Regions from separate parts of the Mus musculus genome. Here regions 2 and 3 are each linked to region 1. A link is a contact called in public HiChIP or PLAC-seq data. All regions are on one chromosome and are shown on one strand. Each heading gives the region's core, a stretch centred on a gene start, on an enhancer-like site or on the middle of the called end of the contact. The rest is flanking DNA. Distances are from core to core; before and after follow the strand shown. Region 1 holds the start of Smyd3 (SET and MYND domain containing 3). Region 2 overlaps Cnst (consortin, connexin sorting protein). Region 3 overlaps Smyd3 (SET and MYND domain containing 3).

Region 1 (3,018 bases), core at 163-2,662:
CTACAAAGTATGTAACACAATGAAGGAAGAGTCCTGCTTTCTCCAATTAGTCTGTGAGAAGGGGGTTCGTGGCATTCGAGGCCGAGTTGTGAAGGGAGTGAATTGCTTTAACCCCACAAACTTCCCGCTGCTCTTTCAGCAACAAATCGCGTGCAGGTGTGTGCATGTCATTTCGATCACCACTTGAGAAGATAACAGATAACATTATTATTTGCTAACTTTAAAATGCAAAGCGAAGTCTTCAGTTATAAACTAAACAAGAATATTGTGGAAGCCGGGCGTTGGTAACAGCAAGACTTTGGGACGCAGAGAAGGCCAGCCTAGTCTACAGAGCAGCTACAGAGAAACCCTGTCTGAGGGGGCGGGGACTGAGGAGGGAGGAGAGGGGAGCGAGGGGAGTATCCTGGAATGTATAGTAAAGCTAGACTCCCCACCTCTACCCACCCCAAACACAGAGGGATGGGTCTGGAACCTACCTACCTCAGAGTCCTTATCCCAGTGCATGGTGGGAACCCGATGTGTGCGGACGGAAGTGTATATGTTACACAACTCTATAAACAGTAAAGCACCCTCCGCTGACACCGTGCTTCCAGACTTCGAAACACTGTCACATAAACTGTTGCATCTACACAGAGGTGGTGAGTTACATTTGTCCGCACAATCTCTAGAGGGCAAAGCACACCGCGAGTCCTACGCTCCTAGAGTAGACTGTTTGCATCTCTTATTTTGCTCTTTTGTTACACGGTTAATTCTCATTTGCTCCAGTCCTTAGGGATGTCTCATTCATCTTCCTAAACCCAAGCCACGTAAAATCCAGACCAGCAAAGTACAACATAAACACCAGGCTTCTCGCTCCTCCCGCAAGACAGGTCAGGTGGGGCCTCAGTTCTGATCCTGACGTACACACCCCTACTCCTTCCCAGACTCACACCCCCCTGCCACTTCTGATTTCCACAACCAATGAAGCTCGTTGCACAGGCTTTGAATATTTTTGTTCCCCAGCAAAATTATCTGCCCGACGCTTCCCCTTCATCTGCACCACTGCCTCCCCCAATTCCCACCGCAGCCTAGGGTGCTGCAGACACCCCACAGAGCTGTGCCCTCGAGGCCCACCCCCACCCGCAGAGCCACGCGCCCCGGGCTCAGGTTCCGTACGTACCCCAGTAGGCAGCGATCACAGACTACGCCACGACTCCCCTTGCACACAGTGTAAGCCAAGGGGTCGGAGCGGAAGAGCAGCTCCCCGGGGCGCAGTGGAGCCACAGCACGCAGCCCGTTTCCCCGGTTGGCAGTCGTGAACTTTTCCACCTTCAGTGCCTCCATCCTTCCTCAGATCCACACCTCAGATCCGAACTGCGTCCCTCAGCTTGAGTCTCGTGTTTTCTGACTGCGCGCCTGCGTCCTGCGCTTGCGTACACCAGGGGGCGGAGACGAGCGCGCAGGTCCTGTGAGCATGCGCAGGAGGACCTACTACAGCTCGGGATGGGGTGGTGTATTTCCTCCTGTATTTTATTCCGCGCTTTTTTTTTTCTTTTTCTTTTTCTTTTTCTTTTTGAGACGGAGTCTCACTATGTGTAGCAAAGACTGATCTGGAGCTCTCTTGATAGACCAAGGAACCTCTCTATTTAGACCTCGAACTCACAGGATTCTGCCCGCCTCAGCCTCCTCAGTTCTGGAATTCAAGGTGTGCTCCACCACGCCCAGCTTATTATGCAAATTTTAATGCATAGTGAAAAAAAAAATGGTAAGAGCCCATGAGTGGTGGCACACACCTTTAACCTCTGCACTGGGGAGGCAGAGGCAGGAAGACCTCTGAGTTTAAAGCCAGCGTGGTTTATAGAGTGAGTTTCAGGACAGCCAAGGCTATACAACAGAGAAGCCCTGTATCAAAAAAAAAAAAAAAAAAAAAAAAAGGGCAGTGGTTATCTGTATATTCAGCATCTAGATCGAAAAATTCTTAACATCTGCAGGGTTTTTTTTTAAGATTTATTTACTGTTATATGTAAGTGCACTATAGCTGTCTTCAGACTCACCAGAAAGGGCATCAGATCTCATTACAGATCTGTGGTGAGCAATCATGTGGTTTCTGGGATTTGAACTCAGGACCTTCAGAAGAGCAGTCAGTGCTCTTAACCACTGAGCCATCTCTCCAGCCCAGCATCTGCAGTTTTGGATCACACCTTCTGTATATCTATCTATATGCCTATATTTTTTTATAAACCGTTTTAGAGTTATGTTTGTTGAACCCTTTGAAATAATGTTGCAGTCAGGTCTTGAACTCAGAAACCCTTTATTCTCTTCCTCCTGAGTTCTTGGATTATGGATATACAAGCAAAGGATTATGGGTATACAATGAACAAGCAAAGGAGTAGGCACAAGACTGCCTAGGAGGGTCAGCATGATCAACCAGTTCTGATGCTCAGACTCAGCTATATGAGACCTATATCAGACCACACAAAGCTTTTTAAAGACAGCGTCTATTGTGTATCTCTGGCTGTCCTGGAACTCTCTGTGTAGATCAGGCTGGCCTTGAACTCATAGACATCCTGCCTCTGCCTTTCCTGTATACACGTCTGTGTGCCTTCTGGGAACCCCAGCAAACACACAAGTGGAAGACTAGCCTCAGTAACAGAGAAATCCTGCTTAAAACATCTTTTTCTATGAGTGATTTCTTACTTCAATCCAAATATTTTGTTGGTTTGTGACCATGCCTCACAATTTCGCCCTGGCTGACCTGAAAAATCTCTGTGTAAAGCAGGCTGGCTTGGAATTCGGAGATCTGCCTGCCTCTACCTCTCTGCCCCACCCACCAACCCTGTCCCTAATCCTGCCCCTTGCCCCACCCCTGCCTCTCTGCCTCTGCCCCTGCCCCTTCCTGTAACTTTAATTTTTTTTTGTTTTGTTTTGTTTTTTTTTTTTTTTTTTTTCGAGACAGGGTTTCTCTGTGTAGCCCTGGCTGTCCTGGAACTCACTTTGTAGACTAGGCTGGCCTTGAACTCAGAAATCCACCTGCCTCAG
Region 2 (3,018 bases), core at 231-2,730, 53 kb after region 1:
AGTCAGTTGTTGGTCTTACGTAGATTCAGTGTGGCCTGTGTTAGATAAACTCCAGATCCCTAAGAGGTAAGATGAAATTTGGAATTGATATCAGTAAGAAAGGAAGATGAGAGTAGGTGTGTTGAGAAGGGTGGATAAGAATAATTTAGCCTGAGGCCAACCTGAACACACCAGCAGACTCAATGGGGCTATGAGAGGATGGGAGACAGCATTGGAGAGAGAGAGAGAAAGAAGATAGTAGGTAGAGGAGGCCAAGAGGACCAAGAGAGTGCATGGGAACCCAGAGAGGGGAGCCAGGAGCCAAGAGAAGAACCAAGAGAGCAAGTAACCAAAATAGCAGAGTTAAATGGGATTGAGAAGCCTGGGGGAAGGGAAGGGCAGCCCAGCCCCAGAGAGGGAGAGGCTTAGGGTAGGGGTGGAATGAGAAGTGCTGGGAGGAGCATGGGGACGGAGGAAGACTTGTCTGGGGGTTTCTTTAGGATCTGACAAACAAAAGTGGTGTTTTAGAATGCAAGTGTCTCTAAACGGTACAAAGCTATAAAAGGTTAACAGTAACATTTGTGAGATTCCTACAGCATGGGTACACACACACACACACACACACACACACACACACACACATCCATCCTTCCTTTTAAAACATGAAATAAACCAGAGTCAAGGTTTTAGAAATGACGTTCAGTTGTCCACATAAAGAAACAGGAAAAAAAAAAAAAAAAAAGGAAAAAAAAAAAAAGAAACAGGAAAAAGAATGACTTAAGTTTTGCAGAATATGGTATAAATGACAGTTGGCGTCACTTTCTGTTAACCTAGAAGAGTCTGGCACTCCTGGTGATTCGTTTCTCCTGTAGAAGGTTAGGATGCAGATCTCTGTTTAGCTACTACTTTGTAATTTAACTGCACCATGAGGCTGATTTGAAGACAGTGAATATACCACGAAGTAGAATTTGGAATTATGATAGAATTCATCTCTAAACAGTGTGGATTTATGGAGTAGAATGCACAGTATGGACTTATGGTAACTAACACTCACGTGCGAGTGGGCCAGTTGCCCCTGTCTTGGCTGCTTGATACTTTCCAGGTAATTCCCAGGGCCCTCTCCCAACACTATGCCCCATCTCTTCAGTGTGTGCACCTCCTGTGAGTCTGGTTTTGTTTTTGATATACAACTTTTACAATGTGCCCAAAATGTTTTGACGTTTGGGTATGAGGAAGTACCAACAAGGGGGATGCATAATTCTGAGGCTGACATTCTGAAAATAAATAAACAAGGAGTAGAAATTACTTTTAAAGGCCTATAGCATCTATTTCTGTCAGTAGGTATTTATTTACATTGTCATGTTACACTAATTATAATGTCTGTGCCAGGAAATGCCTGTAGCATAACTTGTATTAGCAAGAATGAATTAGCATGGAGTGAGTCACCATGACTATGACCCTTGTCAAGGCTGTGTCAGAGCGGTATGGACCAATAGAAATACAGTGCAGGCTGTATATGTAATATTGTTTCTAGAAACTACACTAGGAAAAGCCTCTCCCCTTCTTGGTACATGTTAGAGTGAAACACAGGGTCTTGTGTAGGGCTGGCTAGCTTAGTACTCTACATATATCCCAGGCTAGTCTCAACCTCACAGCAGTCTTTATGCCCCAGCTTCCTCAGTGCTGGGTTTGTAGGTGTGTACCAGCAAGCTTAGCTAATAACCCTTTTAAAAAATTACATTTATTTAGCATGTGGGTGCATGCTTGTGAGCTTGGTAGCAAGTGCCTTAACCCATGGCCTTGTTTAGAGACAGGGCCTCACTGTGTTACTGAGGGTGGTCTCCAGCTCTCTATACCTGGGCTGGCCGCAAACTGTGACCCTCTTGCCACCCCTGCTTCCTGGGTGCTGAGATTATAGGTGTGGACCACTGTGCCCAGTGCTTAATCTGTATTTTGATTTCGTAAAATTTACTGATGTAAAAGGCTCAAATACAGTGTTCCACATGTGCCTAAGGCTTTCAGTTACTGAATTAATTTCCATTTTAATTTAGTTATGTAAAATGAACATTTCAGCTCCTGTCAACTCCTGTCAGTCAAAGCACTTGATATGCATTTTACCACCTTCCCCACTAGATAGGATCCATTACTGCTTTCTCTTGCTGGTCATGGTCTTCGACTGAATGCTGCCATTGTGTACAGGCAACATCCAGTAGACCAGCAGTCAAACCTTGTGACTTCACATTCGCTTCCTCGGGAGCTACGCGCTGACATTGTCCACAAGGGAGCCCTGAGGGCAGCATCTTAGGGAGAGAGCACTGAGAAGCATTAGTCTTACACACACACACACACACACACACACACACACACATACACACACGCACTGAAATTGGAACTGGGACAATGGCCTACTGGGTAAAGCGCTTGGCCCACAAGTGTGAGGACCTGGACTTGAGTTCCCAGAACATCTGTAAGAAGCTGAGCCAGGCGGTGGTGGTGGTTCATGCCTTTAATCCCAGCACTTGGGAGGCAGACAGGTGGATTTTTTTGGGTTTGAGGTCAACCTGGTCTACAGAGTTCCAGGACAGCCAGGGCTACACAGAGAAACCCTGTCTCGGAAAAAAACAAACAAACAAAAAAGAAGCTGAGTGTGTCATTGCACATCTGTAATCCTGGCACTGGGGACACAGGGATAGCCAACCTAGCCAAATCAATGAGCCTCTGGCTCAATAAGAGAAATCTTTAAAAAGGAAGTGGAAAGCAACTGAAAACTCCCTGCATCAACCTCTGGCCTCCACACTCGTTTGTGCATGTGCACCGACACAAACATTAAAATCTAGGCTCTGAGTGTCAGAGAGCAGGCAGTACTTGTTTTTCTGAGCCTGGTTCATCTCACTTTAAATAATTTCCAGGTCCATCCATTTTTCTGCACATGTCATGATTTCTTTCTTTCCTTTTTAATATTTTGTTGTGTCTATGCTCCACATTTCTCTTTTCCAACTATTGATGGAATTCTGGGCTGCTTCCATTTGTTAGCTGTTG
Region 3 (3,018 bases), core at 357-2,856, 41 kb before region 1:
CAAGGATAAAAACAAAATCTCCATTTTATTTTTGTGATTTTTTTTTCCCTACTGTAATTTAAAATCCCTTCTTCTGGAGGCAAGATTGGAAACCTTGCTGTGGAATCAGGCTGTCAAGACCTGCCGCCTCCAGCTACGACCGGTTACATGAGCTCTGTGATCTTCTGCACATCAGTTTCCTTGCTGCCATTCTCAACAAGAGAAAAACCAGAAATGACCAGTGCTTAGGGCTACGGTAACTGTGATCAACACTCAGGCTGTGCCTGGCACGGACGGTGTTCAGTGAAGCCTGCTGCTTTCGCTGGCCCATTTAATCCTGTGAATCCACAGCCCGCTGCTGTTGGATTGAGAGTCTTCTCGATTTGCTTGTTGTATCATCAGAAATATAACGCCCGGGCTTTCTTTGAAAGTCACCGCACGTCTTTTCTAACGCACGTGTGTTGTTTGGACAAATGGCAGAGAAGAACCAAAGCACGTGCAGGACTCAAAAGGACTGAAGCTGAACCGGTAAAAAATAACCAAAGTCACCAGGTCGTTCTCTCAGAAATGCCTGTTAGGCCACCATCGCTCAACTGTCCCTCTGATTACCCCCAAGACATTAGTCATCTGTAATTCAACAGGAATTGAGGTTACATAGGTGTGCATCTGTCAAAGTCATCGAACGAGGACACTTGGGACATACACTCACTGTAACACATCCCTTAATCCAGCTGGTCTCCCTTGTCAAATCGTGACATCTCAAGGACATCAAGGAACAAGTATTCAACTTTTGAACTCTCAAAACTAGACCTTGCCTAGCCTGTGTGAGGATCACAGTAAACACCTCACTGATCAAAGGAAGACAAACTCAAGAATTTGAGGGCCTGGGGCTGGAGAGGTGGCTCAGTAGTTAAGAGCACGGGTTGCTCTGCCAACAGCCACAAGGTGGCTCACAACTGTCTGTGACCTCAATCCCAGTCAGTGGATCGGACATTCTCTTCTGGCCCCGCTAGGGACAAAGTACCTAACGGTGCACAGGCACGCATGCAGGCAAAACACTCCTACACATACAACAAGTAGCTTAAGAGATTTAAAGAATTTAAGAAATTATATGTATTGGAGTTTATTCTGAAAAGCACTCATTAGGATTGTGAGAGTAGAGGCACACATCTTTAACCCCAGTGCTTGAGAAGCAGAGGCAGGCAGATCTCTGAGTTCAAGGACAGCCTGGTCTACAGAGTGAGTTCCAAGACAGCCAGGACTACATAGAGAAACCCTAGTGTGGGGAGTGGGGGTGGGGGACATCAGAATGAAAATGTCATAATGAAATCTATTATTCTATATGTTAACTTTAAAAAATGAAAGTACTATTTTAAGTAATGATTATATCTGGAGAGTTATTGCAAGCATTTAAATTTAACTCATTATAAAAAGAACTCTGTTAATGAACAAACTAGTGGTTTCAGTGCCTTGCACTGTTCATTATATATGACCCTACTGCCACCTAGTGGAAATGCCAGGCTATTACCACACTTGAAAAGTCCCAAAAAGAAGACAAGACTCCCAATTGGGCTGATGGGACAGAAAGCAAACATAATTAAGCCACAAACATGCAGGAGATCCCACAAGGGAACATTCCTTTCTGCTTTGATCACTTCTGTGTGCCTAGAGCCAAGGAGATTGGCAGAGGACTTTGTTGGCTTTCAGAGACTATTTATTAGCTCACTGACAAGACCCAGGGAAGACATTTAGTCATTCAAAGGCAATAGAATTTTATTCAGACAATGGATTGCTCAGTATTTAAAGGAAATGAGCTATTAAGCCACAGAAGCAAGGATCAACTTTCAATGCATGTTGCAAAGCGAAAGAAGTAAACTTGGAAGGGTTATACACAGTATGATCCAAATCCCCGTGACATTCGGGAGAAGTCAAGGCCACAGAGGCAGGAAGAAGAGCATCGGTGGCCAGGACTGACTGAGAGAGAGAGGAGGGGATAGATGGAACTGGAGACATGTCACACCCACTGGTCCAAACTCAGAGAATATGCAACACTAAGTGAATCTTAATACAAACTTTAGCTGTTAGGTGATGTGTCACATGAGTCAGGAGTTGTGATAACTGTACTTAAGGCTGGGATGTAGACGTGAGGACAGCTGTGTGTTTGAGAAGCACAGTACATATGTTACCTCTTTGTATCTCTATACCCAAAACTAGTCCAAAACACAAAATCGACTTTAAAAGAGATTACACACACACACACACACATGTATACACACACACATGTATACACACACACACAATGCTTCACTCTGACCTAAGAGTCCTCTGTGTAAAATCTGCATTTAATGAGTACATCCAAAGCAGGATGCTTGCTAGATGTGGTGGCATAAGCCTGAAAGCCAGCATTTATCAGGCTAAATTAGGTGTTTAAGGCCAGCCTGGAGAAAGGGGTACTTCCTAGTCATCAAGCAGTTTGATGGTGCTTACTGGGTATCACACGCTGTCTTCCCCGTTTCACAAACATCAGATCATTTCATGTATAGAGAATCTGTGACTGCCACTCCTGGCTGCCAATCTCACATCTGGAATGAACTACAATCCAGAAGCAGAGGGCACACCTACAACAGATTTTTTGCTTGGTTAGAAGTGTGTGGATCCACTTCTAGTCAGGACTTTTGGTGGAAAGGCACTCACCTTTTATCTGTATCTTAAGGTGGGAAGACACACCTATAATCCGGGCCACACCTTCTGCTGGAAGCCTACATAAGGACTTAGAAGAAGGAAGCTTTTGCTCTGTGCCCGCTTGCTCTTCTCTTGCTAGCCAAGTCCATTCCTTCACTGGCATTAGATTAGAGCCTATCTCTTAGGGATGTGTCTACTAGCAGAGACATCTAGCCTCATGGACTGACAACTCCTGGATTCTTGGACTTTCTGTTCACAGCCTGACATTGTTGGATTAGCTGGACTGCAGCCTGTGAGGCATCCCGATAAACCCCCTTTATACAGAGAGAAGGATTCATTAATTCATTCTTTCTCTAG

What was found. HiChIP or PLAC-seq counts read pairs in DNA pulled down with a chosen protein or histone mark.
Region 2: an HNF4G HiChIP or PLAC-seq map of pancreatic cancer cells shows a contact between it and region 1. The contact joins the enhancer-like site here to the promoter of Smyd3 in region 1. A contact is called at or near these places in 19 of 39 promoter capture datasets (the 3T3-L1 cell line, 3T3-L1-derived adipocytes, the HPC-7 cell line and 13 more), 1 of 15 datasets of contacts at CTCF or cohesin (the NIH/3T3 cell line), 7 of 484 Hi-C or Micro-C datasets (CD8 T cells, Th17 cells, effector CD8 T cells and 4 more), 5 of 115 datasets of contacts at active chromatin or transcription factors (the SCID.adh cell line, embryonic stem cells and pancreatic cancer cells) and 2 of 9 other capture datasets (adipose tissue and pancreatic islet).
Region 3: a contact with region 1 is called in a CTCF HiChIP or PLAC-seq map of the NIH/3T3 cell line, with 12 read pairs. The contact joins the enhancer-like site here to the promoter of Smyd3 in region 1. A contact is called at or near these places in 1 of 39 promoter capture datasets (cranial neural crest), 1 of 15 datasets of contacts at CTCF or cohesin (the NIH/3T3 cell line), 1 of 484 Hi-C or Micro-C datasets (embryonic stem cells), 3 of 115 datasets of contacts at active chromatin or transcription factors (the SCID.adh cell line and embryonic stem cells) and 1 of 9 other capture datasets (pancreatic islet).

The regions. Positions count from the first base shown.
Region 1 is chr1:179,516,629-179,519,646 of GRCm38.p6, forward strand. Smyd3 (SET and MYND domain containing 3) reads right to left here and starts at 1,413. Exons shown (of 12, transcript NM_027188.4): 1 at 1,160-1,413. The coding sequence starts at 1,323.
Region 2 is chr1:179,569,236-179,572,253 of GRCm38.p6, forward strand. All of the region lies in intron 1 of Cnst (consortin, connexin sorting protein), which reads left to right. Among named protein-coding and RNA genes, the nearest start is that of Cnst, 24 kb to the left of the region's middle. Within about 2 kb of position 1,481, at least 67 of the 459 cell types and tissues checked have an H3K27ac peak or open chromatin away from gene starts, as enhancers often do. A contact at or near this core is called in the NIH/3T3 cell line, the SCID.adh cell line, Th17 cells and 4 more, where this site is marked.
Region 3 is chr1:179,475,770-179,478,787 of GRCm38.p6, forward strand. The region is part of intron 1 of Smyd3 (SET and MYND domain containing 3); the gene reads right to left. Among named protein-coding and RNA genes, the nearest start is that of Smyd3, 41 kb to the right of the region's middle. Within about 2 kb of position 1,607, at least 61 of the 459 cell types and tissues checked have an H3K27ac peak or open chromatin away from gene starts, as enhancers often do. A contact at or near this core is called in the NIH/3T3 cell line and the SCID.adh cell line, where this site is marked.